7 separate regions of the Mus musculus genome follow, and all the other regions are linked to region 1. Evidence: chromatin contacts called from public Hi-C, HiChIP or PLAC-seq and promoter capture Hi-C data. All regions are on one chromosome and are shown on one strand. The core of a region is the stretch at or near the end of the contact, and the rest is flanking DNA. Distances in the headings are between cores, read along the strand shown.

Region 1 (4,245 bases), core at 1,212-3,711:
GGGCTCAGGAACACAGATGGACAGAGGGCACCTGCAAGGGTTCCACACAATGCAGGGAGGAGCTGGAGCCCAGCCCCTGCTCCAGAGCTCACTGATGGCACTCACCTTCCTCGGCTCCCTCCCTTCACCTGAGGCTGGACTGTAGGGAGCTTTCCCATTGGGAGGGAGTCCAAGCCAGCCAGAGCAGCCTGCAGTAGGGAGGCACATGCCGCCTGTGATCTTACCACTGGGAAAGGGAAGAAGCTAGAGACCCCAGCTGTGGGCTGCAGTTGGCATCCCCACAGAGGTTCCAGGGATGCGGGGCCTAGCATGGATGGCTAGGGTGACATTACCTTATGCCTAAAGATGAAGCTTGCTTCAGGCCTCTGCCTTTGGTGAACTCAAGTCTCCCAGATGCCATGTTGCTTTGTGAAACTGATGGGGACAGGGGTGGGGCCCCATCTATTTGGGCCGTGACTGTCATCACGTCTCAGTGATGTGCAGGGCCAGAATTGGTGCATTCAAAGTTGTGTTGGTGTAGAAACACAGTGAGGAAGTGAAGGAGCCAAGAATGTGGACCCTGGGAGAGGCTTGGAAGTGTTCTTGGATGAACCAGTAGGGACAGAATGGTATGCCCCTCTATGCAGGTCCAGGCCCCAGGGCTGTCAGGGGCTCTAACTCACCCTTGGAATGTTAGCTCTTAGGGCTTTCCTGATACCCCCACTCTTAGATTGGCATCCAGAACTACTCCACCACCAGCAGCTGCCAGGCACGAGCCACCCAGGTGCGCAGTGACTACGGGACGCTCTTTGTAGTGCTGGTGATCATTGGTGTCATCTGCTTCATCATCATTGTGCTTGGCCTACTCTACAATTGTTGGCAGCGCCGGATGCCCAAGCTCAAACACGTGGTGAGTAGGCCAGGGAGGGCTTAGGACTGTAGGGCAGAGTGTGGCTAGTATCACCCAGTGCTACCCAAGAGCCTCACCTAGAAACCTGTACCAACTCAGTTGTGCTCAGTGCCACCATCTACCCTCTCTGAGCCTGGTCTTCGAGGAGATACACAGTGAGGGGGAGTTAAGTCTCACCAAGGGATCCCTCCTCTCCTCCAGCTCTTCCTAACCCCAGTGCCCCATTCTGCAAGGCTTGAGAGCAGCTGCTCCCCTCAGTCCTAGAAGCCAAAGGCTCCTGCAACCTGCACAAGAGAAAGGGGGCAGGCCCTGCACATTCTGCCCTATCTCGTATGCTTTGAGTGGGCTGTCTCATGTATAATGCGCTGTTGGAAGGGATCAAGTGACACCAAGGGGGTCACAGGGTTTACCTGCAGAGGTTTAGGTTTGAGTTGCAGGCACTTGTATCCTGGGCCCCAAGGGAGTAGTACCCTGGGGGCTTGGCGTGGCCAACCACTGTGCGCGCCTAGCGCTCTCTCCTGCTGCTGCAGTCGCACGGTGAGGAGCTGCGCTTCGTGGAGAACGGCTGCCACGACAATCCCACGCTGGACGTGGCCAGCGACAGCCAGTCGGAGATGCAGGAGAAGCAGCCCAGCCTGAACGGTGGGGCCATCAACGGCCCGAGCAGCTGGAGCGCGCTCATGGGCAGCAAACGCGACCCTGAGGACTCGGACGTGTTCGAGGAGGACACTCACCTGTGAGCGCCGGGCCACGGGCGCGAGACTGCCCGACGCCACGGCCCCGCGCCCCTCCCGGTCCTCCACGCGGACCACTATGCTTCCCCACCGCAGCAGGCGACCGCGGCGCAGCTCCCACCCCGCCCTGCCCGGCCCCGAGCGCTTGCCCGAGGCCAGCGCGCTCCCCGCGCCAGGACTCCATTAAAGCCGCTAAGACGCGCGGGCCGCTCCGCCTCCACGCCTGTTTTTTGCCTTCCGAGGGCTGCACTCCGGGGAGTGGGTGGGATGGGCCTGGAGGAGTAGGTGGGGCAAGGGAGGCTGGCTGGGCGTGGCCAAGGACGGGTGGGCTGGGAATTTCATGGAGTTTGTGGGCGTGGTTAGGGATATGTGGGCGGAGGGTAGGGAGTATAAGGTCATCTGGGTGGAACCAGGCCGGGTGGGCTGAGCCTGAAGTAGGCTGGGAAAAGTCCTGGTGGGCGAGGCCTCGGCCTGATGTGCGGGACCTGAACCGAGCTAGACTCAGGACTGACAAGCGTTCCAAGCCTGTGGGAGGTGCTGTTTTCAGAACGGATCCCAAGAAATGTGGGCGGGGCCTGCAGCGAACTGCTCTTCCGGTGAAGCTCTTCTGAGGAGGCGGGGTCTTGGTAGTGAGCTATTCTTCGGGCGAGTGGGCGGAACCTGGGGGAATTGAGTTGTCCTCTAGACGGGTGGGCGGGGTGAAGGCTAGAAGTCCCCAGAGGCTAAGTGGGCGTGGTTAAGGTTACTGGGTGCGGCCTTGGGGAGCGGCCTTCTGGATGCGAGGGCGGGGTTCGGGCCGGACGGTCCTCCGGGCGGCAGGCGCCGCTGCGGAGTCGCAGGCGGGCATAGCTAGGCCGTGCCGCGAGGGGCGGGGCGGTGAGTGTTTACATCCGGCCGGGCACAGACGACTCCCGAGATCACTCGGCCGGGGGTCCAGTCTCTTTCGCCATGGATACCAGCGACTTGTTTGCCAGCTGCAGGAAAGGGGACGTGGGCCGTGTGCGGTGAGAACCTGAAGTGCAGGAGGCGGGCAGGCGTCCGCAGGGCTTATCGGGCACGGGTGTGGGGTTGGGCGCCGTGGGGCTCCCGAAGCTGACCGAGTCAGGGAGATCGGGCTCTAGGTCCCTTACTTAGCTCGGTGCAGGGAAACGACTCCTCTCCGTGGAGGTTCCAAGAGGCGCAGGCGCCGCTGGTGCAGCCAGTTACCAGCCTGGCGCCGAGACCGTGATCTCCGTGGGCAGGCAGGGAAGAGAAGGATCCTGACCCTTTTCTTTGATAGACTCCTTTCTCCCATGGCCCTTCCTTCCAAGTCCCCTGGTCCTCAACAGATGTGACCAAGCTGCAGCTCTCTCCGACACCAGATGCCACCTCAGAGTTAATGATCCGTCCCTCAATTTGAATGCAGCTCTGAGAGTTCAGGTCTTGCCTCAGATAGCCTCCTTGGGCTGCCATGTCCCAGTGATCGCTTTCTGGTTCATGACCTCTTCTCCTCAACATTTTATCAATTGTTTTTTCCACTTCTTCCATAGATCTGTTCTGTTCCCCTCCTTCCCCGCCCCCAGTGCCTGCATCAGCTTTCTTCTGACTTCCCTGCCATTGGCTCCCCAGGCTGAATTAGGGGCCCCATCACCTTCTCTCTCCCAGATATTAAAAGACCAAATTCTCAGCCTTCTGAACCTGGGGCTTGGCCTCTGTCCATGAAGCCATCACCCAACTCACAGTTGCAGACCCTTGCAGACCTGTGTAGTCCCAGGCCTTACCCTTCTCAGAGGCATTCCCTAGCCCAGAGAGATGTGGCCTCCTTCCCCTTCCTGGTTGTCTCTCTCCCAGATGAGAAGCAATTCTGACCCAGGCTTTGAACTTCCTGCCCAGGTACCTGCTGGAGCAGCGAGACGTGGAGGTGAACGTGCGGGATAAGTGGGACAGCACCCCTTTGTGAGTGTGAGCGGTGGGGTAGCTGGGTGGGCAGGGTGGGCCTACCCTACTGACAGCTTCCCCCTTTCCTAGGTACTATGCCTGCCTCTGTGGGCATGAGGAGTTGGTGCGCTACCTGTTGGCTAATGGTGAGAGAGGGTCAGGGTCTGCCTGTAAGCTCTGAGACCTTGCTCCATGTTTGTATGCACCCTTGATTTCTTGTTAACTCCCTAAAGTCAACACATAGTACTCTCTAACCCTCTATCCACTTTCTCACGTTACCCTTGACACCCAGGCCAGTTCTGGGGCTGTCTCCTGTACTGTACCACCATTGGTCTGCTAAACTGACTCTCTGATCTCCATATTTGCAGGCAGGAGGATCTTTCCACAGCAAAGCTGATGGGAGTGTTTGGGATAAAAGCACGTGGGCATGGTTGCCCACACCTGCAATTAAATTATTGGGAGAGAGAAAAGTCGAGACAGGGATTATCTTAAGTTCAAAGCTAGTCAGGGCTACATTGTGAGACCCACTCTGACCTCCTCTCACTTTGCCTTCCTTGGGTCTCCCACCTGCTGGCTGCCCCACTAGACCTACCCATCTCCTACCTCAGGGTCTTCTCAGTTGCAGTACTTCCTGCTTAGACTGGAGTTCCTTCCTAGATCTATGCATCTCCCGCTTCTTTCAAGTCCCTGTGCTTAGCCACCTCA
Region 2 (4,245 bases), core at 908-3,407, 2.0 Mb after region 1:
CAGGATAAGAGTCAGCTCAGATTCCAAGGTACAGATCTGGCAGCAGACATAGCAGCATCTCCCACCCTGCACCAGAATCCTCAAGGAAAGGTTCAGAAAGGATTGTAACTCAGGCCCAGATTAAGTCCAGTCGGAACAATACTAAGAATGGAAAATAAAAAATAAAAAAAGCAGCAGTAATTTACAAGGAAATTATCAGATATCTCTTCAAAATTGTGCTTTTTAAGTATAGGCTTCAATGTATCCTCAGAAACTGGGCCTTGCCAAATCCAGTACTTACACAAACTAAGTCTAACACAGCTTTGGCCTCTTCCCACCCACCCGTCCACCACCCTACAAGACTCACCATGACAGGCAGTTCCTAGGCCCAGGTAGAGGTCCTTCCTTCAACCTCAGCTTGCAAAAGCCTCCTTTTCGAAGGGGCTGCTTAGCTCTCATTCCTCCTTCCCTCGCTGATAGACTAGCCTCTACCACCATGCTGCCTTCACTGAGGCCTCCCCCAGACCCAAGCCTTGGCAGGCTGTAACGCAACCTACAGCAGACTGGTCCTATCCAATTAGTTTAAATTGCTTCATGCCAAGGAAATTGCTGCTTTTATTAAAAATAAAAGCACAGTAAGCAGGCAATGAGCTGTGAAAAGTATCAGTCTGGCATAATTACGAAGGTCGAGGTTAAGGTTACCCAAGAAACACTCAAGATTTTCCCTAAAGCCTGGGGCAGAAAAATATGTATCTGCAGGAGCACAGATAGACCAACGAGCACACACCGAGAGAAACCACACAGCATCCTCTCCAACTGAGAGAACACTAAACCAGAGCCAATCCTAAGTCATTCTTAATAGAAACTAAAAGGAGAAAAGAGGCCTAGGCGTCTGAGTTCAAAACCATCTCATTCGCTTATGATTTTATCTTAGCCACATCCTGGGGACCTCACTGCAGTTGGGTAAAGAAACAAACCTAACCAAAACACCAAAAAATGCATTCCTGTCCCCAGAGAAATCCTCTTTGGCTACCTACTTAAAGAAATAGGAAAGTTAGGTGGGAGAAGCCCCCCTCTCCTTTAAGATCTCTCCCCATCCCCACCCTTCAGCCTCCGCATCAGAATTTAAAGTTTCAGGGAAATGGCAAGACCACCACCCTGCATTTCACTTATACTTCACACATAGGATCCGAATAATTCGGTCAAAGGAAGAGATTTCTCCACGCGCTCCCCCCACCCACCCAAATGAAAGGCCACTGAGGTAAACTATTTGGGCAATACTGCCCCCCCAAGCCCTGTCAATTCCCAGTCTGAGTTTTAATTCTCTCAAGGACAATGACTCGCAAGGAAAGTGCAGAGGGGGAAGGGAGGGTCAGTTGGTCAAAACCCATTCATACAACTAGAAACCAGAGTCTTGCCACATCAGCACACGAGATTAATTCACCGCGCACTGGCTTCCCAACATACCTTCCGCCAACACCTCGTCCACGGTGACCTGCTGCCTCCCGATGCCGAAGACCCTTCCGATGTAACCACTGCCCAGGCCTGAGCTGCTGCCCCCTCCTCCGCTGGAGCCTGAACCCAGGCCAGAGCTCCCCTGCTCCCGCCTGGAGTCGAAAAACTTCTTCATCTTTCCAATATGAAATGCCAAGGCAAAATGCCGATGGTTTCTAGGTTCGTATTTGTTGTAAAGAAAAGAGATCTAAGGATTTCTTCTCCGGTTTCAGCCCTGAGCAGAGCCCCGGGAATCCGGCCGTGGGGTGGGGGCTGAGGGACGGCGCCTGCAGGAATAGACTGTCAATCGCGCGGCGGGTCCCCTCCTCCTCGGGGAGCGATCGTTTAAGTTTAAACCTGCGATGACAGAGGCAGAGAGAGGATGAATCAGTAACACACTCCAGAGCCTAACTGCCGGGTCCTAGGGAAAGCACAGGCCGTCATCCAGAGGAAACGCTGCGTGCATTTTCTTCGGGAAAGCCCTGGAAACGCACCGGACCCCTGCCCGGACCCCCGCCCCGGGCCCCGGACACCCACTAGCGGCCGCTCGGCGGCGAGCCCAGCTACCAGCCCCGCGACATGGCCACGGCCGCCGGCCTGCGACACGAAGGAGGCGGCGCTGCCGCAGAGCCGGGGCCGCTTCGGCGCCCGCCCGCCCGCCAGCTGATCCCCGAGCGCCGCGCTGAGGCCGCCCCTCCCCCGCGCGCGCGCCCGTCGGCTCCGACCACCCACCCGGAAGTGACCTGCCACCGGAAGTGCTTCTCAGGGCCGCACAGCCCCTTCTCAGGGGCCGTCTCAGGTGCACCAGCTATAGCTACAGAGCGAAAGAAACCGATGGCAAGAAGGGAACCAGAGCAGTGGAACTCGGGACAGAGACACTTGGAAGAGAGCGTTGCCGTAGTCCTGCCGCTGAGCACCCTGGGAAGAGTAGTTCGGGGTAATCTGGCATCTGGACTACAATTCCCAAGATGCCCCGGGAGCGAGCGCACCTTCGGACGCCGTCTCCAGGGACTGGAGATGATAGTGGAGTGGTGCAGAAGTGAGGCTTCGGGTATTTAAGTACATCTGCTAAAGTCACCAGAGACTAGTTTTCCAGCTGCACGTCCCACTCTCTGTAGCCATTTTATCTATGGCTTGGCCTCATGGACAGAGGCACTCTGGGAATTGTGGTTTCACAGGAGTCCGGACTGACACCTGAAGGACGCGGTTTAGCTGCCTCGCCCCAGTTGGGTTTGGGAGTTCCCCGACGTCATGGGAGCGGAGGTACTGAAGGCTTGGGGGCTGGGGAGAAGTGGGTATGATGCCAGCAGGGAGCCGAGCGGAATCTCGGTGCTGAAGGAAACAAAGCAGGTGTCTTCCGGTCCCCGACCACGATGAGAACTGAGAAGCCTGAGGGTCGAAGAAGGAACTGCGGGAGATCCAGTACACGGAGCATCTAGGGACCAGGCTACATCCATCCTTGGGCTCCACCCCAAACCATGGCCCTCTGCCGACCCAGATTTGCCTGGTCCTTACCAGATATATTCACGCCTTTAAAGGGAACTTTAGACACACCTACTGCTTTCTCTTCAGAATCTTTCGCAAGAAGATGCTGTGTTTACTAAGGATCGCTTGGGTGCGGATAGAGTACAGGGCTGTGTGATTGGCACCTGTCAAATGCTAAGGATTTGGAAAGGAATTGAGATCTCTCCTCCTAGATTGCTTCACAGAAGATGTTGTTGTCGTGCCAAATCCCTGCCTCCCCTGCCCTCTCCCCCAAGAAATACATGGTTTTTTCTCTTTTTTGAGTATAGGTTATTTTTCCACCAGCTCCCCACACTTCTTAAAGATGCAACTACCCTCTTGCAGTTCATCCCAGAATTTCTACTTCAGGCACTTGAGGAAGATCTAGAAGGGGGCCCCCAGGAAATAAAAAAAGATGGGTCTTGCTGGGCAGTGGTGGCTCACGTCTTTAATCCCAGCACTTGGGAGGCAGAAGCAGGCAGATTTCTGATTTCGAGGACAACCTGGGTTACAGAATGAGTTCCAGGGCAGCCAGGGCTATGCAGAGAAACCCTGTCTTGAAAAATAGAACAAAAAAAGATGGCTCTTGGTTAATCTGAATATTGAGTCCGGCTGTGCTGGCGGTGGCTATTGCGGTTTCTTATTTCATGTGGTACCATAGTCATATAACTCTCCGGAGAGAGATAGCATCTTAACTTCCGGAGAGAGCCAGTATTGCCACCTCAGTTCACACAATCCTACAGCCACCTTAAGGGTGAGACTCAGCACCTGCGGAACATCTTCCTAACTCAGCCCAGGGTGTGTTCTCCTCGCCTTCCTTAAAAGGCTTGATTTCTGTTACAGAAGCTTAGTGTGTGTCTTAAAATAGATGGGAAATCTTAGTGGGCTTACAGCCCCTCATCTTTCTCAGCACCATTAATTTTGACCGACCTTTAAAGAGTCTGTTAGTCTGTCCATCGAGCCCTGGTGCCTTATCGGGTTTTAATTTTCTCCACTCTCCTGGTACAGACCAGGTTTGCTCAAATCTCAAGCCTCACTTCAGACAGTCAAGGTTTTCCAGAAGGAGTAAGGCAGCCTACTCCCACTGAGTAACATGCTTTTAGTAGGCACTCAGCCTGAGTGAAAGACCACTGTTTAACAGAAGGGGACTGCAGCAATCATTCCTATACATTGATTGACTGGTGTGTATGCGCGAGTGGGGTGGGGGTGGGGGGATGAAAATGGCTGTCATACTTTGTAACTTGCCTGGCCTGGAACTCTCTTTGTAAA
Region 3 (4,245 bases), core at 852-3,351, 1.8 Mb after region 1:
AAAGTTCACTAGAAACAATGCATGCAATTTCCGTGATGGGTAAGGTGCACGTGAAGAAACGAGTTCTGCGTTTAGACATAGTTTCTATCCCCATGGTATCTCATGAAGTACAGATGTCCCAAAATTTAAAGTCAGAAACGCCACTGAAATAGTTAGGATAAAGGACACCCGCTTCATCCCAACGATTCAAAGTCTAAAGTCTAATAGAACACATGCAATTGCCAAGAGCAGCCATCATTCTTTATACTTGCTGGGGAGGGAGCATTAGCCAGGCGTCGGACCTTCACTTCACTCTGATAGAGGAGCACTGACTGGCTATTCTCAAACCTTCATCCAATTAAAAAGGAATGGAGCTCGGAAAGTAACTCCGGCTAGAAAGGGAAATTATCTGAAAAGACTTGACTTGAGTTCCCCCCCTTTTTTTTTGTTTTTTTCTTTTTTTAATTTTGAGACTGGGTATCACTGTGTAGACCAGACTGGCCTTGAACACAGAGATCCACCTGCCTTAAGTGAATACTTAAAATTGTCCTCCAAGACCCTTTGTAGGAGCAAAACAGTCCAAGAGTAAAAACATCATGCCCCGGAGACCAGAACAGAGTAAAAACATCGGAGACCAGAACAGGAGCAAAACCAGCCCCTGAACACAGCTGGGAACTAAGTCACTCCCGGGCACCTTCCCAAAATACAAGACTCAGCTACTGTTCAAATTCCATGTTATAAAAATGCCCATGACAAGCAGGGCGTGGTGGCACACGCCTTTAATCTCAGCACTCGGGAGGCAGAGGCAGGCGGATTACTGAGTTCGAGGCCAGCCTGGTCTACAGAGTGAGTTCCAGGACAGTCAGGGCTACACAGAGAAACCCTGTCTCGAGAATCGAAAAAAAAAAAAATGCCGATGACAGAAATAGCTAATTAAATGTCATACCCAGGAGAAGACCCTTGGCAACCAGAGTCCCCAGTAAGTGTCTTGGATCCTGGGGTTTCCCCCGGCCTGATCTGCTGGATGGTGTACCTGCTTTGGTGCTGTGCCCTCTGGCTGCTTGCTCTCTTATGCTAGGACTATGTGCTGCATCCTTATTAGACGCACTCATTTGAAACAAAAGGCGTGCAGAGCATTGTAGATCACTCTCCCTAAGGAACACCTAGCAATAAGGGCCACACCAGGCCACACAGTGAGCGTTCAGTAAATGGTAGCTGTTATCACTACGTGGTAACTAGTAACTATTCTTTAAGTGAATGGAGTGGATACTCCAGGATTTGGAAACACCCTAATATTCCTTCAACCCTGGGAAAAAGCAGCAAGCGTGGATAAACCAGAAGTATACTCTGGCAGGAAGTTTTGAAGTCTAACCGATCTTGAGTAAAGTAACTGAAGGGGAGTCATCGAAAACAGGTGGGCAGGGGGTAACCCACAAAATCCTTCTGTTAATCTGCTATTTTTATGAGATACATTTAGGAGTTTTAAAACGGGGGTGGTGGGGTGGTGGAGGGTGTCTCATAAATAGTCTAACCTGGCCTTGAACTCCTGGTCTTCCTGCCTTCACCTTTCAAGTATTGGGATGACAGATGATGAGGGATTCTATGCTAGCCTGATGAAATGCATTTGAAACTTCAAGTTGGCATCAGCATTCTGTCAGGCCCCTTTCTATAGTTGTCACACTCGGGTCTGACAGATATCTGAGGGAGTGGCTCTAGAAGAGGAACAGGACGCACTCGCACAAGCCTGGGCGGTGGACTTCCTCGAGTCACTCACTTCTCTCCGAGCCGTGATCTCCCTGGAAAGGGAACGACAGGACACGACACAACCCCGGGACCGCTCTTCCCTTCGGAGCCACATTCCCGTGGGATTTACAAGGGACATCCGTGGAAGGTGGCTGGCCTCGGGCTCTGGAGCCAGGACAAGGGTCCCTCAGACGCCAGCTCCTGCCTGTGAGAAGGCAGCGACAGGGATCTGCTAGCCAGGGAGCCAACACCTACCGCCTGCACAGCCGGACTACACCGACCGCTGCTCCCCATGCCCGCTCGGCCGCCGCCATCACTTCAGTGCCAGTGCGCTTGCGCGGACCCGCCTCCTTCTTGTCTCCAAGTCCTACGCAGACTCAGGCCCTGCAGAGAGGGCGGTCCGGGGACGCCGGTTCCTTACAAGTTGAGGGCGGTGCTGCAGGTGGCCTTTCCGCCCTCCTTTTACTGAAAGTAGATTTTTTTCCCTCACATAATATATCCAGATTACAGTTTCCCTTCCCTCTATTTCCTCCAATTTCCCCACACTTCCCCTCCGAATTCACCCCCTTTCTGTCGCTCATTAGAAAACAAACAGGCTTCTAAGGGAATATATGATATATGATATAACAAAACCTAACACATCAGAATAGGACAAAACAAACAAGGAAAAGAGTTCAAGAAATGCATATAAGTGCAGAGACACACTTGTTCACATATGCAAGAGTCCCGTGAAAATACAAAGCTGGAATGTTGCGGTAAATCTCCAATCCAAATATGCCTCAGCAATGAAAACACAACACAGTTAATATGAATACATATGTGCACCTAGTTTGGACAGATCTACCGCTACACGACCATCTTCCACATCTATGAGACCCCTTAGAGCTTGCAGTTTCTCCAGGCCATGTGCTTCTGCTCCGCTTTTCTTCTTCCTCCTCCTCCTCCGCGTCCTCTCCTTCATCCATTTTCTCCTTCTTCTTTCTCCACCTTCCATTCCACCTTCCCTTTTATCTGCCCAATCATCAGCTCTCCTTTATTTTACAAATTAAGGTGGGAAGCAGGTTTACAGGAAATCACCTGAGCGCTGACTCATTCCTTGTTCAAAACCACACACAGGAAAACGGAATTAACATAAAATATAATTAGCCCCAGGGCTATCGACAACACTGGAAGCCATAATATATATGAAAAGGGACCTACAGGGCAAAGCGGGGAGGGAGGGATGAAGAAAGGGAAAGAGAGAAAAATTGTAAAATATATGTATACATAAAATAAAAAACAAAAACAATGTAATGTAAACAAAAATGTGTAATTAAATAAATATACAAACCCAAAGTCCTAGCTTAACATTATGTGACCAGGGACCTTCAAAGATGCCAGTGAGCTGGTTCTTTGTTGACCATTCTACAGCTGGACACGTGGCCTACACTTAGGAATAGTTTGTCCTCCACGGCGAGATGGCTCCATGGGTAAGCGCACTGACTGCTCTTCCCAAGGTCCTGAGTTCAATTCCCAGCAACCACGTGGTGGCTCACAACCACCTGTAATGAGATCTGAAGCCCTCTTCTGGTGCATCTGAAGTCAGCTACACTGTACTTATGTAGAATAATAAGTAAACGTTTGGGTCGGAGCAAGCAGGGACTGAGTGAGCAGAGTTGACCGGAACGAGTGGGCCGACCGGATGGAGCAGAGATACTAAAAATTCAATTCTCAGCAACCACATGAAGGCTCACAACCATCTGTACAGCTACAGTGTACTCACATACATAAAATAAATAAATAAAAGGAATAGTTTGTCCCCCACGGTGAGATTCCCATGGAGAAATCTAGATTTTCATTTGCAAGGGGTAATCAACTTGAGATGGCTCAGGAACGGAGACAGATGCCTGCTTCTTCTTTCAGCTCTAGGGCTGACCCCATCTGATGCCAAGCCTGCCTGTTTTCTTGGTGTTCTCCATCTCCTCTGCCTCTTACACCCTTTCAGCTTTGCAGGTTGCCTGAGAGAGTTGATGGAGAGGTCCTACTTAGGGCTGAGTGTTTCAAGGTCTGTCATTCTCTGCATATTGTTTGGCTGTTAGTGGAATGTTTAGAGTCATTTTTATTGCTATATTCTTTTAGTTCAACAGTAGTTCTTGGTTTTACCCTAGGTCCCTGGGCTATCGAGTCTCAGATTCTTAGTTACCTAAGCACTGTTAGGTATGTTCTGGAATGGACCTTCAGTCAAATCAGATATAGGCTGGTTACTCCCACAAGCTTTGTGCCACCATTGCACTAACATATCTCGCAGGCAGGACACCATTGTAGATCAAAGGGTTAGTGGCTGGGTTGGTGCTTACCGTTCTCCTTTGGCAGCATGCAGAGTATCTTCCTGTGTCAAAGATGCTAGCACGTAGGGATGAAGGCTCTAGGCACCAACTTGACTTCTCTATGTTCAGTGAGTTGTGTGGGCATTGTCTTCAGCAATAGGGCCTTCCAAGTTTGTGGAAAGCATTCTATCCTATAGTCTTGGCAACCACCTGGGTT
Region 4 (4,245 bases), core at 907-3,406, 1.6 Mb before region 1:
CCACCACGCCCGGCTTGGAAAGAGATTTGTAGGAGGACCCAGGCCACCACATAGAGGGCTTTTGCAGGGACAGCTACAGTGGCCTTACTACACACCATCTCCTTAATTTTTAAAATAAGCTTTCATCATCAAATGTTAGACTAAGATTAAAGATCTCAGCAGGCAAAGGCATTTGTCACCAAGCCTGCTAACCTGAGTTTGATCCCAGGAAGCCACAGGGTGGAAAGAGAATCCACTCCCCTAAGTTGTCCTCTGAGCTCTCCCACCCCGTAAGTAAAAATTTGTTTAAATTTCCATACCATGCCACATCTTCTAGATGATCTCTTCTCTAACCTTCCGAGGAACCAAGAGGCACAGCAGAAAGCTTATCGTCTTTACCGAGCACGCCTCCAGGCTTCCCCGATCTCTGGTACGAGACACATCGTTTTGAATAATGCATAAGATCCACAAGAGGTGGGAGTTGGAGCGTGTCTGGGTAACTGCCTTCACCGGTGTTGACGTAAAACCAGCTCTGCTTCACAGGAAGTAACTAGCCAAACACTGAGCGGCTATGGCCGAGGAACACAGACTTGGGTTACAAGGAAGGGTGTGGAGCTCTCTGCTGTGGGCCTCAGATGCCATCTGAGGACATTCTCGGCCTTTGTGTTGGTAGAAGTTAGAGGTGTGAACATTCCGAGAAGAGTTATGTAACAGTTACAAGAATGTTCTGTCAATCACAGTGGCTGTTTCGAGGGCTAGTATTACCTCAGATAATTTTGGCTCTAGATTTGCAGCATTCCAACTCTCCGCAGTCTTTGAGGTTTCACCGATCACTCTGGCTTGTACAATGTTGAACACAGTGTGCCTTTCTTCTAGGATCTTAGGCTCACATTGGTTCCTCATGCTGAGGGGTGGTGGTTCAGAACCGGACCTAGTCATCAGGATGGTAGTAAGTACTGAATGGATCTGCGCTGAGAACAATACCTGGCTTAAAGGACACCCTGTGAGGGTTCACCGGGGACTCAGGACAGGTGTGCTAACACCAGGAATGGTAGCACCCTCATTTGTTCTCTTTTGGTGGCTTATTTTTCTAAATTCGTAAAAGCCCTCGTGGTGTGAAAGATGAATGATTTCTGAAATATTTGCTTGACTGGTTGAATAAATAAGCACTCCAAACCTGGTGCAGGTTTTACTGTTGTTCTTCCTTCCTTCCTTCCTTCCTTCCTTCCTTCCTTCCTTCCTTCCTTCCTTCCTTCTTTCCTCCCTCCCTCCCTCCCTCCCTCCCTCCCTCCCTCCCTCCCTCTCTCTCTCTTTCTCTTCCTTCCTTCTCTCTTTCTCTCTTTTTCTTTCCTTCTTCCTTCTTCTTTCTTCTTCCTTTCTTTCTTCCTATTATTTTTGTTTTGTTTTGTAGTTTGTCTGGCTATTTTGACAGCCTACTGGGAAGCTGAGGCCAGAATATTGGGAATTCTAGACCACAGTGTAAGGGCCCTCCTCCAACACCAGGCAGGGAGCCACTTGCTTGCAAAGAGTATTTAACACTAGCTGCATAAAAAACAAACAAACAAACAAACAAACAAACAAACAAACAAAACCAACAAACCACATATGCAGGGCCCACCCTTTCTTCCTGGCTCCCCCATGCCCAGCGCTGGACTGCCCTGCGGGATACTGTCCCTTTGGTGATTCAAGGGTCCCTGACCCATTCCAGGATCCTTCTACACTCCTACCCCTGGCCTTCTTGCCTTGGTTCTATCTCTCCACCCACTGGGTGGCGCCAGCGACCCTGAGTAGCGCCAGGAGCTAAGGGAGACTGTCTTTGGCACATTCCTAGCCTGTAGACTGTTTTACCGTCGTCCTCCCCGGCCCCAAGACTCCTAAATATTCTCTGAAGAGCCAGGCTGTTGTCTGTGCCCTAGCTGCAACAAAATCCTTTACGGATGGGCAGGAGAATCTGGGGGTGAAAGAAGCTAGTGCGCTGGGCAAACGTACCCTGTCCCCGGGTTGCAGGGTTGCAACAACCCGGATCGCTCTGCTTCTAGTCGTTGTCCCTTCCCTGAGTCCGTGTCTTCTGCTCTTTAGCTGCCACAGTCCTGCACAGTACTCCGCGCCCGCCGGCCCGCCAGCCCGCCCAGTGTGCCCGGGCCCGCCTCCGGGGCTTTATGACATCACAGCTCCTGTGAGAATAGTTGCCTTGGCGTCGCAAACGCAGTTCAGGACCAGAAGACTGGAGAATTGCCGACCGAGGCTTCGGAGCAAGCTGAGTGCACGCGGCTGGTTGGTGCGCGCGGGGCTGGGCCAGGGGGCTTGGGGGTGGGCTCCAGCGGGGTGGCTGTGGGGCTCTGGTCCGAGATCAAATACTCTATTGGGTCCCTTGCAAGGCTTTGCGTCCTTCGGTGCTCTTTTCCACTTTATCTATGACAGGCCCCATTTAAGCACTGGTCCATTCCCTTGCTGCTGCATTCTTGCCCCAGGGTGTGGTGTGCCAAGAGAAGCTGGGGTGTTAGGAGGCAGGATTCTCTGGTAGTGTTTTGGCTGAGGTAGAGATGCTCAGACTGCAAGCAATCCTGGGCTCCACCCTCGGCCCTGCTTCGTTGAGATTTGGAACACTAGTTGAGCTTCTGCAAACAGGAAAACTCACTTCATTTTGAAGGGAACCTAGCATAGCATAGCGTCGGGAGCTCTAACAGGTGGAACAGAGGGCTTGCTTCCGTGCAGATTGCATTCTGGAAGACATATGCAATAAAAGTCTTGTAAGAGGTAACCACTTGACCTTGTAAAGAAGAAAACGAAGGGTCATTACATGCATTGGTGCAGGAAGGTCTCTCAGAGTGACATCTGAGCCCAGTTTTAAAGGGAGAAGTCCCGCCCCTCACCCTTCCAACCTCACCTAGGTGAGAGGCTCCCCAGAGGCTCCAGGCAGACCAAAGCTGGTGTGTTCCGAGAACAGGAAGATATGGGCCAGCCTTGCCCAGGAGGGGAATAGTAGATTCCATTAAACCTGGATACAGGGAATAGGCAGTGTTAGTCCACATAGTGGAAATGCAAGTCACTCAGTTCAAAGTGGGCTGTGGGTTTGGGGGAACCATCCTCTCAAGTACTGTGTCACTCTCCAGGCGAGAATCTGCTTCAGCTAAGGCCAAGCTTTGCACACCGGTTGGTCCTCAGCCATGGCGTTCAAGGCACGGTCCTCTAGGTTCTCCGTGAAAATGGTTGAAGACAGTAAGTACTGAGCTGGGTGGGGGCTCCTGGAGGGCAAAAGGAACCCTGGGACAGTTTGGTGTAAACTCACTCAAATACTGACGTAGTTCTAAAGCAACACTGTGCATGCTTTTCCTGTGGCTATCGTGATGCAGAACCCCACCTAGGGCTTCATGGCTTAGCTGGTAGAAGCCTGTTGCACAGCTTTGACTGCCATGAGAAAAAGGAGCACAGGGCTGGTGCCTTCTGAGGTTTGTGGAGAGTCTGACCCAGGTGCCTCTGCCTTCTGTTGGGCACTTGGCATCCTGACTGCCCTTGGCCTTAAGGGCGCCACCCACTTCTGCCTTTGCTCTTCCATAGAGTTCCTCCAGTGTGTGTCTGTGCCCCAGTGTCGTCCTTCTTATCACTGTGAACTTGGGTGTATGCTAGAATGTTCTCAGCTTTCCTAAACACATCTGCAATGGCCTTTATTTACAAACAAGGCTGCATTTTGAGGTACTGTGGGGATACGGACTTCCGTGCATGAACTTGAAAGAACACATAGTAGACAGTAGCAGGTAGGGAGAGATGCCACTGTAAAAGCAAGCCTCTCTACTTCTTTTCTGCTGTGGCTGCTAGGCTGAGTCTAGAGGAGGAGAGCTGGCTGGTCCCCAGGTCAAGTGACATGGATGCTTGTCAGTGCTCACACTAGGAAACTGTGAGGTGGACAGTGTTATCATTCCTGCATTGTCTGCTCCCTTCAGCTTTCAAATCAGAGCCACCTCTTTTCTTTTTCTTTTTTCTTCTGCTTAAAAAAAATGTGTTTTTAGGGCAAGTCCTCCATAGTCCAAACCTATTGGAAAGCCTACCTCCAACATCTCCCCGGACACCACAGTGATGCTCAGAGCCATCTCCAAGCGAGCTCTGTTCACATCTGAGCAGAAACATGAGTCTACAGCTTGTCTTTTCCCCCACATAATAAAAAATGCCCTCCCACCCCTGCCTTTCCCGTGAACGGTGGTATATCCCTGTAACGCCAGCACTGGGGCAATGCAGCAAGAGGATGGTGGTGAGCTTGAGGCTAGCCTG
Region 5 (4,245 bases), core at 1,078-3,577, 1.1 Mb after region 1:
TGGGTATCACTGATTGCAATCCGCGAGTAACAAGTGAAAGGATTTCGTGGATGAACAGGAGCGTAAACAGATGGATGGGCCGATGGATGGTAGTGGAGTACTGACTTACAAAATGGAAGAATCATATGTACGAATAGCTGAAGACCGGAATGAACATTAGAGTGCGTAGCGTGGATGCTCGCCTAGGTTTGGGAAACAGCACCCCGCCCCATCTGCTCCCCGCCCCCCCCCCCCAGTTGCTGCCCCGCTCACCGCTCACCTGTAACCTCTAAGCTCTGCCTCCAGTCGCTGCACCTGGCGCTGCAAGCAGGGGACACGCCGCGCCAGCGCCTCCAGCTCCCGCACTCGGTGCAAGCTGCGTCGCACCGCCTGCCGAGCCTCCTCGGTGCGCAGCCGCACCTCCACCTGTCCGCGCTGCAGCCGCCGGGCGCGCGCCTCCGCCTCTGCCAGCGCGCCCTGCGCTCGCTGCAGCTCGTGCGCCGCCGCTTCTGGGATGTCCGACTGGCTTTTCCAGAGGCCGACCTGTCCGCGGGAAGCCACAGTGAGTGACCACTGCAGAAGTCTACGGGGTCATCCCCTTACAACCACAAAGCTAGCTCACTGAGCAACTGGCACAAGCGGCTAAAGCAAGTGTATGCAATACCCCTCACCCCCACCCCCCACGAGGGAAGTTGGGACAGGAAGTCCACCCTCTGTTTTTCTGCATGGTGACAGTAATCCCCCAAAGTCGTGCCTTCTAGGCTTAATTCCTGCATCCAGTGTACGCTGCTCCTAATTCACTGGACTCAAGGCACAGATTAAAGAGCAGACTGAAATTTCCGCCCTTTCTGAGATCTGTGCTCTGGACTGTCCTTGGAAACGGGGTTGATCTGTTTTGTTTTCTGCAGTGTTCCAAAGCATAAAGGAAGCTGGGACAATGTGCCCAGTAGGCACTTGAGCGTGAAAGACGGAGAGACCCTTTTAAATGAGAGACCTAGTCTCAGGCAACACACACACACACGCGCGCGCACACACACACACACACACACACACACTACTCTACGCACTCCCAGGGTTCCTTCTGCCCCATCTTACACTCTCCTGGCAGACATATGAACCACGAAGGCCACTTTGACACCTAGTTGTACTCTGCAGCAACTAGGAGACAGGAGACACCAATGTAACGCAGGTCCTCTTCCTATACGCCTATAAGGGCCCCTTTTCTCCCTTAGCTGGTCACCTGAGCTACACTGAACACCGAGGGCTCAAGTGTTCGTTGACTGATCCCAGAGACCAGCTCACTCAATGGCTCCACCTCAATAGCTCAGAGTGAGCCTGGCCCTCATTGCTGGCCATCATTGTCTTTCTCACCTGGGCTAGAGGCCTGGCTGTGAGGGATTCAACAAGTTTCGCTGACTTGGGGAAGGGCAGTCAGTCCTTTGTTTTCCTTAAACCTCCCGAAGAAGGATGTGTGCTGACCCATCACTACTTGGCTACTTAAACAGGTTCCTTCTAGGATTAGAAGGGACTTGGGTAGGAAGTTGGGATCTTAAGGAATGATACATTGGGGTGGAAGTTGGAATGAAGGGGGTGGAATGGGGAACGGAGAGAACCAGCTGAGGAGGGGCTGGGCCGCGGTGGGGCGTCTCTGTCTCCACCCGAGGCATCCCTCGCACCTGAAGGGCCAGGCAACGCGCGTCACTGCTCTGCAGCGCAGCCCGTAGGTCCTCCACCAGCTCGCGTAGGCTACTGTTTTCCTCCTCTAGATGTGCCACCCGCTCGCCATAGGCGCCACCGTGCAGGCTCGGTGAGCCAGGCCGGCGGCGGCGGCGCGGGCGGCGGAGGCGGATCTGTGTCTCGATGTGCTCGCTAAGAGCTCCGCGGGGCAGCCGGGGCCCCGCTCGGCTACTGAAATAGCCGCAGAGGCGCGCGTGGAACTGGCGGAAGGTGAGCTCTGGAGGGTCGGCTCGCAGAGCCAGGCGCGCCTCTTCCCTGACGTCCGCGTCCCCGCCAGCGATCATCCCAGCAGCCGGGTTCGTGGAGGCCGCCTCCGCGGAGTTTGCGTCCTCCGTGGCCGTCTCCCCGTCAGCGTTCAGCCCCAGTACCGCGCAGAGCGCACGGAAGTCGGCGCGCGGTAGGCGGCCCGCTCCCCGGCAGTCCAAGTGGTGGAAAACCTCCTGCAGATACTGATCCAGACCGGTAGCCAGCACCACGATCTCATTCTCCACGCCGCGGTCCAGCCCGTAGTGGTGAGCCAAGGCACTCAGCAGCCACTGAGTGCGCCGCGCAGGTCGCCGGTATGGGTCACCCGCCGAGCTCTCCATGCCCAAACCCTGGCGGTTTCTCTCGGCAGATCGGCGCCTTCAGACAGCCGCCCGCGTCCGCGGAGGGAGGGGCTGGGCGGCCACGGTCAGGCCAGAGAGGCACGGGACCGTATCCAGGCAGCTGCGTGGACTGTGCAGGACGTCTGTGTTTGTCCCGATGGGAGGCGCTGGAGCTACGCGCTCTAGTAATGGCCTTGACCTGCACTCCCCATCGCTCCCCATCCCTATCCCCATCCCCATCACTGTAACCAGTTCCTGACTCAGTTCTTTTGCCCTCTCCAGGCCTTTCCGCTATTGTCACCAGAGGCTGGAGCGCCTGCGCCTGCTGTTGTGTTCTGCAATTCCCAGCCCTCGGCCGGCCGTTCTCTGCCTCTTCTCCAGACTGCTTCCTAAGCTCTCCCTCCCTCCTCGTAACTAGAACCGAGGAGGAAACAAACTTGGACGTGGATGAAGTTAGAGTTTTGGTGAGAGGAAAGTGGTTGTCTACCGCGGCCACCTTTGGGCTCCAGGTGGTTGCTTGGCCTGAGCTCCTTCCGCTGGCTGGGATGAGGTAAACAGTTGTTTGGCCACTATTTTCTTTGGTGCCCTAGAACTTGATTCTGGAAGATGCTGGGCAGACCTGCTTGCTCTTGAGAGCTAACTGGCTTTTCTTCTCTCTTTCACAGAAATGTAGTATTGACTCCGTCTGGCGCTTGCCATGGGAACCTTACCCAGCCATATTGGAGCGAAGAGCAAACTCAGCGGCCCTTGACTATTAGATAAGCAGATCTTGTTTTGTGTACAAATCCCAGTTGAAAAGCATTATCATTTTGTTTCCTCCATTATAGCACCCCCGACCAGCACTTTGTCCTTTGTTCCACACACTTCGGGAAGGAATCAGACATCCCAAGCATTTTGGATATACATGTGTACATATATATGTTAATTATAAAACCAATGGCAATTTAACGGAATAATGTACAATACCATACCTTGGCTTCTACCTTGGAAAACCACATGCACAGCATGTTCATTGACCACATTATTGATTATAATGGCTAGAAGCTGATATTCAGCAGGGGCCCAGGCAGGACAAATCGTGGAACAGGGATAAACGAGGAAACACGCTACAGCAGTTATTGTGACTGTTATGACTAATGAATGGTATGTGATAATAACAACACTGCACAGAACATTACTGGATGCTTTCTACAAGGATGCACATAAGGAATGGCAGCCACAGAACATCTGGTTGCTGTTTCTGGTGATGGTGAACCCTTTGCTATCGGTGCACTGGCTCTTTTGCTGAAATGGGAGATTGCACTGTAAGATGTACAGATCAACAGTTTTTAGTATGTTACAGTTATCTGACCACAACTACAGTCTAGTACTTCAATATTTCTACTCCCTCCATCCCCACCCTGCCCTCACCATGTGCACCCCAATACTGCTCAGTCTCTAACTTGTCCTTCTGCTAAGGGAAGCGACTACTTTATGAATCCATAATCTGCTTATTCTAGATATTCATATGACTGGAATCTAATAGAAGGTGACCTTCTGGGGCTGCAGAGATGGCTCAGTGGTTAAGAGCACTGGCTGCTCTTCCAGAGGACCTGGGTCCAATTCTTGTCCCCTCAAGGTGGCTCACAACCATCTGTAACTTCAGTCCCAGAGAATCCAATGCCCTCATCTGCATGCACATGACACATAGATAAATAGAAGCAAAACACCTATACACATAAGATTAAAAGGGGGAATTTAAGGTGGTCTCCTGTGTAATTGTTATTTGCGTGTTTGCTTGCATTTTTTTTTTTGTATTCCTAGATCATCTTTATTTGATTTTTTTGGGGGGGGGGAGAAAAATGTAGGTAGTGTAAAACACTTTTTATATTAAAACAGGTGCTGATAATATTGAATAGAATATAAAATTGACATTACTTTTTCAAAGTACTTTTGACACCAA
Region 6 (4,245 bases), core at 869-3,368, 1.0 Mb after region 1:
TATCTGCTGAGCCATCTCCTCAGCTCTCATTTTAATGGCTTTAGTACATTTGCTGAGTTATGCAGCCCTCACCATGGGTACAATGTTTTTCGTTTTCTGAGACAATGTCTTCTGTACATCCCTGACCAGCCTGCTACTGTATAGACCAAGCTGTCCTTGAACTCAAGGCAACCCTCCTGCCTCAGTGTCCCAATTGCTGGGATTACAGGTTCACACTACTACACCTGGTTACACAGTCTAATTTTTAAAATGTCTTAGTGGTGGATTGGCTTTTGCTGACAGAACCCACATCTAGACCAAAATACCTTCTTTCCTGCACCAATTCCAGCCCAGGGCAGAGCAGAGGCCAGCGAGCCATGACTAACTACCCTTCTGCTTTCCCGAGTCTCTCAGCCTTTGCACTCCCCTTTCCCTTGGTGTGAGCTAGGCCTGTCTGAGGGGTATTTCCCACCCCACAGCCAACTTCAGGAAGGAAACCACTATGGTTCAGTGCACGTCTTGGGATGGAGGCAGTTTCTTGAGGCTGCAGTTCTCCACTACCATGAGTGTGCAAAGCATGGCTCTTGGAATTCCTTTGCACAGCACTTTAGGGGGTCCTGGCTGCAACTGCTGGGCATTTCTCACAGCCATGGAGTTCCAACTGTTTCAGAACAAACTCTTCTGTTTTCTCCAAGGTTCAGCCTTTGCCTTTCATCTACTTGGCCAGTGAGGCTGCTCACAGGGCCTGTGGAGATGGTGCCTGGGGGCTTGCTTTCTCTGCTTTCCTTAAGTTTCCTCTTCCCTTCCTTACTGGGGAAGTTTTGGATTTTGTCTTGGATTTTGCCTTTCGTTCATGGATGGATCTCAAGGCCCTAGAACAATGTTTGGCTTGCAACAGCCATTATTAAAAAACTATCGAATCAAATAGCCATGCAGGGCCTAAGGGGGCTGTCCAAAGAAGCTAGAGTATTCTCAGCTTTCTCTCATTTTTAGGGATGGGGCCTATTTGATCTAGTTCAAACTGTTTACAGACATCTGGGTCCCATTTCTGTGACTTCAGGTTTCTCAGGCCAAACTTCTGAGCTGGCTGACTCACAGGTTTCCCTTGTGCAGGAGGTGTTTGGCTGGGACCAGGACTCCTGTTCCCAGCCACCCCAGGTTTGACTGGACTCCTGTCTGCTCTATCAATTCTTCCAAATGGAACTCTAGGCCATTCTGCCCTCAAGGATTTTCATTTCCTCTGTCTTCCTTTTTCACCTAAGGGAAGCTGCCTTTACTGTGTGTCACCAGAACTTTCCATTCTCCGAAGAGGGAACATTGAGTTGTGTTCTGCCTCATCAGCCCTTCATTGTCAGCCATAGCTGTCCCCTGCCCCGAAACGACTCTTGCCTGTTCCCCACTGGGTGCAGGCCAGGCGAGGGACGGAGGCATGTCAGTGAGGGGTGGACGTGGGGCCCGGCTGAGAAGGGCATGAGGTTAGGGAATGATGAACTGGCGATTATAACGAGTTGTTGACCTAATAGGGGCCAAAGCCTGCTATGGGGGCGCAGCGGACCGAAGCGGAGTTGAAGAGGCGCGGAGAGCTGAGTTGAGAGGCGTTAGGGAGGAGTTAGCTCCAGGGCTACGAAAAGGTGCGGGTGGATTTCCGTCTTGGATGCAGTGCCTAAGGCGAGGTCCAAGCCAAGAGGCTCCGGAGGATTAGGGCGGGGTAAGAGATGTTAAGGGCGGGGTCAGGACCAAATAGAGGATCAAGGCGTTGTTGACAGCGAATCCGCACCGGGCTTAAGTCCGGGTTAGTGAAGTGCTGAGAAGTGAGAAAGAACGGTGCTGAGGGCGGGATTGGGGTGGTGTTGAGAGAAGGGTCGGAGGCTTTGGCCGTGGTGGGGTGCGGGCGGTGCTCGGAGAAGGATCGGGGAGGTGAGAAGCTTAGAGGGAGTGCTGGGGGGTCGGGACTGTACTGACAGGCTAGGAGGTGTTGGTTATGGGAGGGGGAGACTGGGCGGTCCTGGGGGCGGGACCCAGAGGCGGAGTGGCGGGAGATGGGCGGTGCTGGGGATCAGGGAGGCTCGCCCCGCCCTGAAGGCGGCGCACGAGCGGGCCTGAGGTAGCCGTGGGCCGGCACGGCACCGACGGCTGGCAGAGAGCTGCGGAGGGCCGGGCGGTGCGCTCCCGGGCGGAGCCGAGTCCTCGGGGCTCCGGAGCGGAGCGGGGCGGGGCGGAGCGGGACGGTCGATCGGTCCGCCGTGCAGCTCGTTCAGGTGCCGCCGCCGCTCCACGTAGCCCGGCGGCGGGCCGGCTAGGGCACACGGACCTCGGCCCGCGGCTGTCCTTAGCCCAAGCCGGGCCCTTGCGTCCCAGGACTCCCGCGGAGCCATGGCGGGCCCTGGCCCGGGAGATCAGGACGAACACTACGATTTCCTGTTCAAGCTGGTGTTAGTGGGCGACGCGAGCGTGGGCAAGACGTGCGTGGTGCAGCGCTTCAAGACCGGCGCCTTCTCGGCGCGTCAGGGCAGCACCATCGGTGTCGACTTCACCATGAAGACGCTGGAGATCCAGGGCAAGCGGGTCAAGGTGGGAGGCGGCGCGGCCCGCTGCTTTGCTCCCGGCGGGCGGTTCGCGGCCAGTCCTTCGGCTTCCCCTTCTTTCAGAACGGGCTTGGGCCTTGATGTCCGTGCTGGGTTCAGGTCCGAAAGCACCACCTTGGGCTCTGGGAGTGGTGACAGTGGGCGGCCAGAGCGTGGAGGAGGAAGCCTGCACCCCACTCCCGCCCCCCCGTCTCTCAGCCTGGGGACTCCTTCGAAACAACTTGCGGTGGAAGGCAACCTGCGGGCCGTTCCGTGAGCGCCACGCATGCCGGGACAGACCCTTCCCTGCGCGGCCCTCTGGGGAGCACTCAGCCAAATAACGACATCCCCGTGACCGGGAGGGACCAGGAAGTAGTGGCTGCTAGGACCGGAGGTCCAAAAGTTTTTGTCAGAATTTCCTCCCTGGCCACGCCTCCCCGCGGTCTCTTTTATGGACCCGGTGGTGGAACTCCACTCCACCAGGGCCAGCGCGGAGTTGGGGTGGGGGTGGGGGGCCTCCCCGACTAAGGGTTGATAGAAACCGAAAACTTCATCACAGATACCGGAAGGTGGGGGAGAGAAGCAAACTTTGGCAATGACCCCAGCAGAAACAGCAGGATGTGGTTGTCACAATGTCCTGGCAATGATTTGATAAATAATATTTGTGATGAATGAAATCAAGTTTCTTAACCTAGGTGTCTGTCCTCCCTAAAAAAAAAAAAAAGGTAGCATCCTGGACAGGACACAGCGCTGTTCTTGTGCACAGAGGCTCTTAGTAACTTTCCTGATTTCCACCCTGCAGAAATCCTTTGCCGTTTTTCACGGTTTCTGGTTCACAAGGATCTTCAAGACAGCTTTAAAGAGAACTGGGTGGGGGCAGTCTTGTGTTTTCAGACGTGAAGCCCGAGGATGGGAGTCTTTTGACCCTGTTGCTGGTGTGGCTCGCTGCTCATTTGGGTGGCTGTAGGCCTGTTCTCTGTTGCCCTTGGCTGGAATACTTTGTTCTTTGTTTCTATAAAGTTGGGATAATTTCTGGGTGTTGCCTCTCTCCTGTCCCATAGTGTAGAAAAAAAAAAAAAAAGCAAGTCAACAATCATTGTTTTTATGACCACTGTGCCTCTAGAGATTTGCTTGCAACGTTTTAAACGGTCTTTTGGGTGTCTTTTGGGTTTCAGTGTATTTTGGTTTCCTTGAGGTGGAAAAGGGCCAAGAGCAGGCAGGCAGGTTTAGCTGTTCTGGACCATTCCTTTGGAGCAGGTGGCCAGGGAAGGGCTGCCATGGGTGGAGTATGTCTGTGGTCAAGTTGGTGCCTTCCGATAATGCCAGTAGTCAGCATTCAAAGCGCAGTATGAAAACAGAAACATAAAGACGATGAGTCCCCTTTGAAAAGCTGTTGGCCTGTGCCCAGCATCCCTGTGCTGGATCCCTGTGCTGACTGGCCAGGGACGGGGCAGTATTCCTGTTTACCTGTGAAGATAACCTGTCACCTAGTGCAGCCCTGGATGGACTGTGCACTTGAGCTTAGGTTATGCAATACACTATGGTGCAGCTAGTTAGTTCCCTTCCTGATGGTCACTGCAGCTTTTCCTCCCAGGAGGCAGCCTCGAGGGCCTGGGAGCAGCAGAGCTGCATCTGTGTGGTGATACCTCAAAGCTCTGTTGCTTGTCCTTTCTATAAGCGGTTGTGAGTCAGCTGTTTAATG
Region 7 (4,245 bases), core at 933-3,432, 1.0 Mb after region 1:
TCAAGACACATGTCTTTAGCTTGAGGCTAACCTGAGCTACACAGGCCAGCAGAACAACCTAGTGACACCCCCCCCATGTCTTAATGTGAAGAATGACCATTGTTTGGAATAAAATATTTTAAGACAATGGCCAAAACCATTCAAATTCAAAAATTCCTCTCCTTAAATTTAGAGAGAATTGGCCTGGGCCTGGCAGTGGGCTCTCGACTGCTCATGATACTGCCAGTTCTCAGCCTAAGCTGGTGGTTCCTGATTAGGGTCATCTCTCAGAATAAGGAAGGGGGTGGGAAATGGAGAGGGCTGGGGTTTGTTTTTAATGTGCTAGGCATTTAACCTAGTGTTCTTTCATTTCATGGGAAGTAGAGGAATGCTCATCTCTGACTTCATTTCCATTGGCTCCCCCTCCCCCCAGCCAGAAAAGGTCAGAACTCCACAAATCTCTGAATGTGAAATATCAGTGCTTTAGCAATGCAGAAATTAAGAGTTAAGGCAAAAATTCTTGGGGCTCCTGACCCAAAGCACCACCGACAATCATTTGGTTACATCCCCACAACCTATTTGGAAGAAGTGGGGGACACAGAATCTAGTTGGGTGACCGGCTGCCCACTTACATATATGTTCTAAAGTATCTGTCAGAACCTGTTTGATCCTGAACTACTAGTTCACGCCTCTGCTGAGATCTTGGAAAGCCGATATAGTGAGCTGACCATGGCTGAGATGTACAGCCAAAAACGTCTGCCAAATGCATACCAAAACAAATATTCTGGTTCCTGTCACCTACATCTGACTGCAAATGTCACTGGTTTTTAGCTCAATAAATGCCGTATACCTGAGCTTTGATGCAGTGTGCTTTGGGACAAGAGCCTGCCCACTAGTTGCCAACTAATAAGGGACTCTAATTTGGTCTTATATGCACGGTGGTAACATTCTTGCATGGACTATGACAGGGTACTCTCCTTAGTGTTGACTCAGTGGGAGAGCCCACCACCATTTCCAGAATCCATCTCTGCTAAGTGACTCACGTAGTCTCTAACTTCCCACTTGCTCCAGGTAGCTTTTTCTTCTCTGGACCTTACTCCGTATTTCATTTTCTTCTCATTACGTTTTTGTTTTTCGAGTCGTTTCGTGTGGCTATCCTGGAACTTAACTTTGTAGACTAGCTTCAAACTTCAAAGATATGCCTGCCTTCTGAGTCTTGGGATCCAAGCTGCCTTTTTCTTTAGTTTTTGAGGCAAGTTCTCACTATGCACCCCCGGCTCGCCTGGATTTCCTCTCTATGAAGACCAGGGTGTCCACCAGTTCACAGAAACTGGCCTCTTTTGCCATCAAAATGCTGGGATTGAAGGCATTAGCCAACAAGCCTGGCCTTATCTCTGTATTTTATTTTAATTAATTAATTAATTTGTTTTTTCGAGACAGGGTTTCTCTGTGTAGCCCTGGCTGTCCTGGAACTCACTTTGTAGACCAGGCTGGCCTCGAACTCAGAAATCCGCCTGCCACTGCCTCCTGAGTGCTAGGATTAAAGGCGTTCGCCACCACCGCATCTCTGTATTTTAAAAGATGTGGTCTCTGCCTTCTGGGAATGTGTGGAGAGAGAGCTGATTCCTTGGCTTAAATGTTTCTTTCACGATCACATCTGTCAGTTTCATGGAAACAGCCACCTTTAATAAAGAATAATGATAATTATACACGTTTCTTAAAAGGAGGACGATCATAGTCTCAGTCACTGTTCAGCTCCAGGTAAATGGCAGGCAGCGGTGAAGAAGCCTCCCAGGAAGACAGGTTCGCCCCAATGGCTATGGTTTGCCCCAGTGCCTGCGCCTGGCGGGTCCAGGCAGGTGACAGAACTCCACGCAGGGTCCCTAGGGGCTATGAACACTCAGTGCATTCAGAGAGGTGCAGTCATTTTCAAAAAGGTCATCTGCTGTCATAGAAGACTCAGGAAGGGCAGAGGCAGGCGAATCTTTGACCGCAGTTACCAGCAGAACGAAACCAAACGACAAATGACGCACACATTCCTGCCGCGCAAGCGTAGTCTTGCTGACTTAGGCGCGGGATGACGCACTGGACACGCGTCGGCGGGAAGCCGCCTACCGAAGCTCCACTGCAATTCTCTCCCCTCCCTCGTCCTCCCTCCCTCGCTTCCGGTCCTTAATTTCCGGTCCTTTCCATTTAGTCTTCCGACAAAAAGACCAGACTGTCCGCTGTTTTCCGTTCCCGCGTCTGCCTGCCTTGTTCCGGGCGCCTGAGCACGTTGCGTTGCAGAGCGGCGCCAGGGCGCCCTCGCCGGCACCATGGTGAGTGCGTTGGGGAAGGGATGGGGCTCACGGGGGACCCGAGGTCTGGGCCAGTGTGCGGCCTCGGGCTCCCTGGCCTATGCCGGGATTCTTTTCCCACCTGGCGTAGCTGTAAGAAATGGCAAGAAAACTGAGTTTGGGAGCTGTATTGCGTCTTGGTGGTTCAGTCTGGGTGAAGCACATTATGCGTAGAGACTGAACGGCCCGGGCGTTCTCAGGTTCCACGGATAGGACCTTTTAAAGGGCAGGGTCTCCACGCCTTTGCTTGCCTGAAACCGAGGACAGAATCTGACATTCTCTAGACGTGTGTGACATAACCGTGAGTGAATGAATAGGATGGGCTGATCTGTTGAGAGGTTGTGATTCTCGGTTTCATTCACTCAAGAAGCGTTTAATATGGAAGTATGAGATCAGACACAGTGTTGGTTCAAAGAGGCGCAGTTACTGTAGTAATTTCAAAGTAAAGTGTCCGTGGACCTCGAGAGATGGCCCAGTGATCAAAAACCACTTCACTTTGGTTCCCAGCACCCACATGGTTGCTTACAATCATCCAAAACTCTAGTTTTAGGGGATCCAACACCCACTTGTTAAGTGACACTAGACACTCATGTGGTGCACTTACATGCATACATGCAAAGCACTCATACACATACAAAAAATATTAAAAAATTAAAGGTAAAAATCCCCTTAAAAGTATACGGAGTGGCTTTCATACTTCTGAGATTTATTGATGTCTTTGAAATCTGTATAGTCTTATCTACAAAACCAGCCCATTTTGGTAGATATTTATCTATATGCATATACCAAATTATGTTTAAGGATCAGGTGTAAGTATATGCATAACCACGTGCAAAATATGGACACATTCAAATATATAGGCCTTCTTGTCAGTCTGTGCTTTATAATACTAAGTAGAAAAAAAACATTAATACACTTTGGGCGGGGTGGTATTTACACATACATAGGGGCAAACAGATACATACTCCTGTTAAATAAAACAGATGCATAAACATTTAAGGAAGCCATGGAATGCTTACAGAGGATGTTTTGGACACTACAGACTGTTGAGAACAGAAACCTAAAAAGGAGAGGAAACAGTGGTCTTGAACAGCTACTTCTGAAGGAGGGTGTGTCCTGTATTGATGTCATGTTCATATATCCACCTTCCACTGGCCAGGTTCCTTTCAGAGTTGATTGGAAGGGGCAATCTGAAGGGCAAGTTAAATTAAACTCATCTTGCTGACTCTCTAGACTGTGTGTCTGTTTCTGCTTGACTTCATGCGTTTATCTGAGTAAGTCATCATAACGTTGCAAGATAAAAGCTACAATATGTGCTGTGAAGGGAAACTTAGATTTTGGTGAGACCACGTCTCAGTGATGGTGAGAGGAAGAGCTAGGAGCAAAATCTCTAGTTCCAAATTCAGCAGGTGCGCTTTCTGTGTAGTTCACAATCCAACTGAAAAAAACTGTTCTCTTCCTGATCCTGTGTAACATTTAGGGACCATTGACTTAACACTGCTGCGGCAGCACTTAAATGAACATCACTTTGCAAAAGCCAGTCTTGATGCTCTCCTCTGATAGCCACTGGCAGCAGACAGACAACTAGGCTGTTTTCTGGTTAGAGTGGTGTATGGTGGTGCATACGTTATCGTATCAGGAGTGAGAGAGGGGTCAGAGAGGTTAATAGATATGATCACAGTACATTCTGCACATGTGTATGATTTTAAAAAATAAAAACCAGCCTGGTGATGGCAGCGGCACATGCCTTTAATCCCAAAGATCGGGAGCCAGAGGTGGCCAATCTTTAACTTCAAAGACAGTCTAGTCTACAGAGCAAGTCTCAGGACAGCCAGGGCTACACAGAATATGCTGTCTCAAAAAGCCAGAAACCAACCAATGGTAGGTTTAGATTTTTTACAACCTATTTTTAATGAGGGTTCTTAAATGT

Evidence for each region. Promoter capture Hi-C pulls out the DNA fragments that hold promoters and counts their contacts. Hi-C and Micro-C count contacts between places; a contact is called where the count stands out from the background. HiChIP or PLAC-seq counts read pairs in DNA pulled down with a chosen protein or histone mark.
Region 2: a promoter capture Hi-C map of liver shows a contact between it and region 1, with 4 times the contacts expected there. The contact joins the promoter of Aak1 here to the promoter of Abtb1 in region 1. A contact is called at or near these places in 2 of 39 promoter capture datasets (liver and pre-B cells), 1 of 115 datasets of contacts at active chromatin or transcription factors (pancreatic cancer cells) and 1 of 9 other capture datasets (adipose tissue).
Region 3: a contact with region 1 is called in a promoter capture Hi-C map of pre-B cells, with 2.2 times the contacts expected there. The contact joins the promoter of Nfu1 here to the promoter of Abtb1 in region 1. A contact is called at or near these places in 2 of 39 promoter capture datasets (liver and pre-B cells) and 1 of 484 Hi-C or Micro-C datasets (B cells).
Region 4: a promoter capture Hi-C map of the 3T3-L1 cell line shows a contact between it and region 1, with 4 times the contacts expected there. The contact joins the promoter of Cfap100 here to the promoter of Abtb1 in region 1. A contact is called at or near these places in 1 of 39 promoter capture datasets (the 3T3-L1 cell line) and 1 of 115 datasets of contacts at active chromatin or transcription factors (astrocytes).
Region 5: a contact with region 1 is called in an H3K4me3 HiChIP or PLAC-seq map of embryonic stem cells, with 7 times the contacts expected there. The contact joins the promoter of Efcc1 here to the promoter of Abtb1 in region 1. A contact is called at or near these places in 2 of 39 promoter capture datasets (both in liver), 1 of 115 datasets of contacts at active chromatin or transcription factors (embryonic stem cells) and 1 of 9 other capture datasets (embryonic stem cells).
Region 6: a Hi-C map of B cells shows a contact between it and region 1, with 9 read pairs. The contact joins the promoter of Rab43 here to the promoter of Abtb1 in region 1. A contact is called at or near these places in 1 of 39 promoter capture datasets (liver), 3 of 484 Hi-C or Micro-C datasets (B cells, double positive thymocytes and embryonic stem cells) and 2 of 115 datasets of contacts at active chromatin or transcription factors (both in embryonic stem cells).
Region 7: an H3K27ac HiChIP or PLAC-seq map of embryonic stem cells shows a contact between it and region 1, with 5 times the contacts expected there. The contact joins the promoter of Isy1 here to the promoter of Abtb1 in region 1. A contact is called at or near these places in 10 of 39 promoter capture datasets (the 3T3-L1 cell line, 3T3-L1-derived adipocytes, the C10 cell line and 7 more), 1 of 484 Hi-C or Micro-C datasets (CD8 T cells), 4 of 115 datasets of contacts at active chromatin or transcription factors (astrocytes, embryonic stem cells, extraembryonic endoderm stem cells and 1 more) and 3 of 9 other capture datasets (adipose tissue, embryonic stem cells and liver).

The regions. Positions count from the first base shown.
Region 1 is chr6:88,840,151-88,844,395 of GRCm38.p6, reverse strand. Abtb1 (ankyrin repeat and BTB (POZ) domain containing 1) reads left to right here and starts at 2,461. Exons shown (of 12, transcript NM_030251.3): 1 at 2,461-2,627; 2 at 3,496-3,558; 3 at 3,631-3,686. The coding sequence starts at 2,572. Podxl2 (podocalyxin-like 2) reads left to right here. Exons shown (of 8, transcript NM_001347327.2): 7 at 710-889; 8 at 1,420-1,839. The coding sequence ends at 1,629. It overlaps Gm15612 (predicted gene 15612), which reads right to left and starts at 1,542. Exons shown (of 3, transcript NR_045880.1): 1 at 1,300-1,542; 2 at 333-915.
Region 2 is chr6:86,847,417-86,851,661 of GRCm38.p6, reverse strand. Aak1 (AP2 associated kinase 1) reads right to left here and starts at 2,157. Exons shown (of 16, transcript NM_001378654.1): 1 at 1,447-2,157. The coding sequence starts at 1,609. It overlaps 2610306M01Rik (RIKEN cDNA 2610306M01 gene), which reads left to right and starts at 2,222. Exons shown (of 1, transcript NR_028298.1): 1 at 2,222-3,255.
Region 3 is chr6:87,007,692-87,011,936 of GRCm38.p6, reverse strand. Nfu1 (NFU1 iron-sulfur cluster scaffold) reads right to left here and starts at 2,101. Exons shown (of 8, transcript NM_020045.3): 1 at 1,978-2,101. The coding sequence starts at 2,036.
Region 4 is chr6:90,426,391-90,430,635 of GRCm38.p6, reverse strand. It overlaps Cfap100 (cilia and flagella associated protein 100), which reads left to right and starts at 2,156. Exons shown (of 17, transcript NM_173775.3): 1 at 2,156-2,257; 2 at 3,093-3,198. The coding sequence starts at 3,147.
Region 5 is chr6:87,728,951-87,733,195 of GRCm38.p6, reverse strand. Efcc1 (EF hand and coiled-coil domain containing 1) reads right to left here and starts at 2,327. Exons shown (of 8, transcript NM_001159697.1): 1 at 1,656-2,327; 2 at 260-522. The coding sequence starts at 2,303.
Region 6 is chr6:87,809,652-87,813,896 of GRCm38.p6, reverse strand. It overlaps Rab43 (RAB43, member RAS oncogene family), which reads left to right and starts at 2,118. Exons shown (of 3, transcript NM_001039394.1): 1 at 2,118-2,550. The coding sequence starts at 2,353.
Region 7 is chr6:87,836,696-87,840,940 of GRCm38.p6, reverse strand. It overlaps Isy1 (ISY1 splicing factor homolog), which reads left to right and starts at 2,182. Exons shown (of 11, transcript NM_133934.4): 1 at 2,182-2,297. The coding sequence starts at 2,295.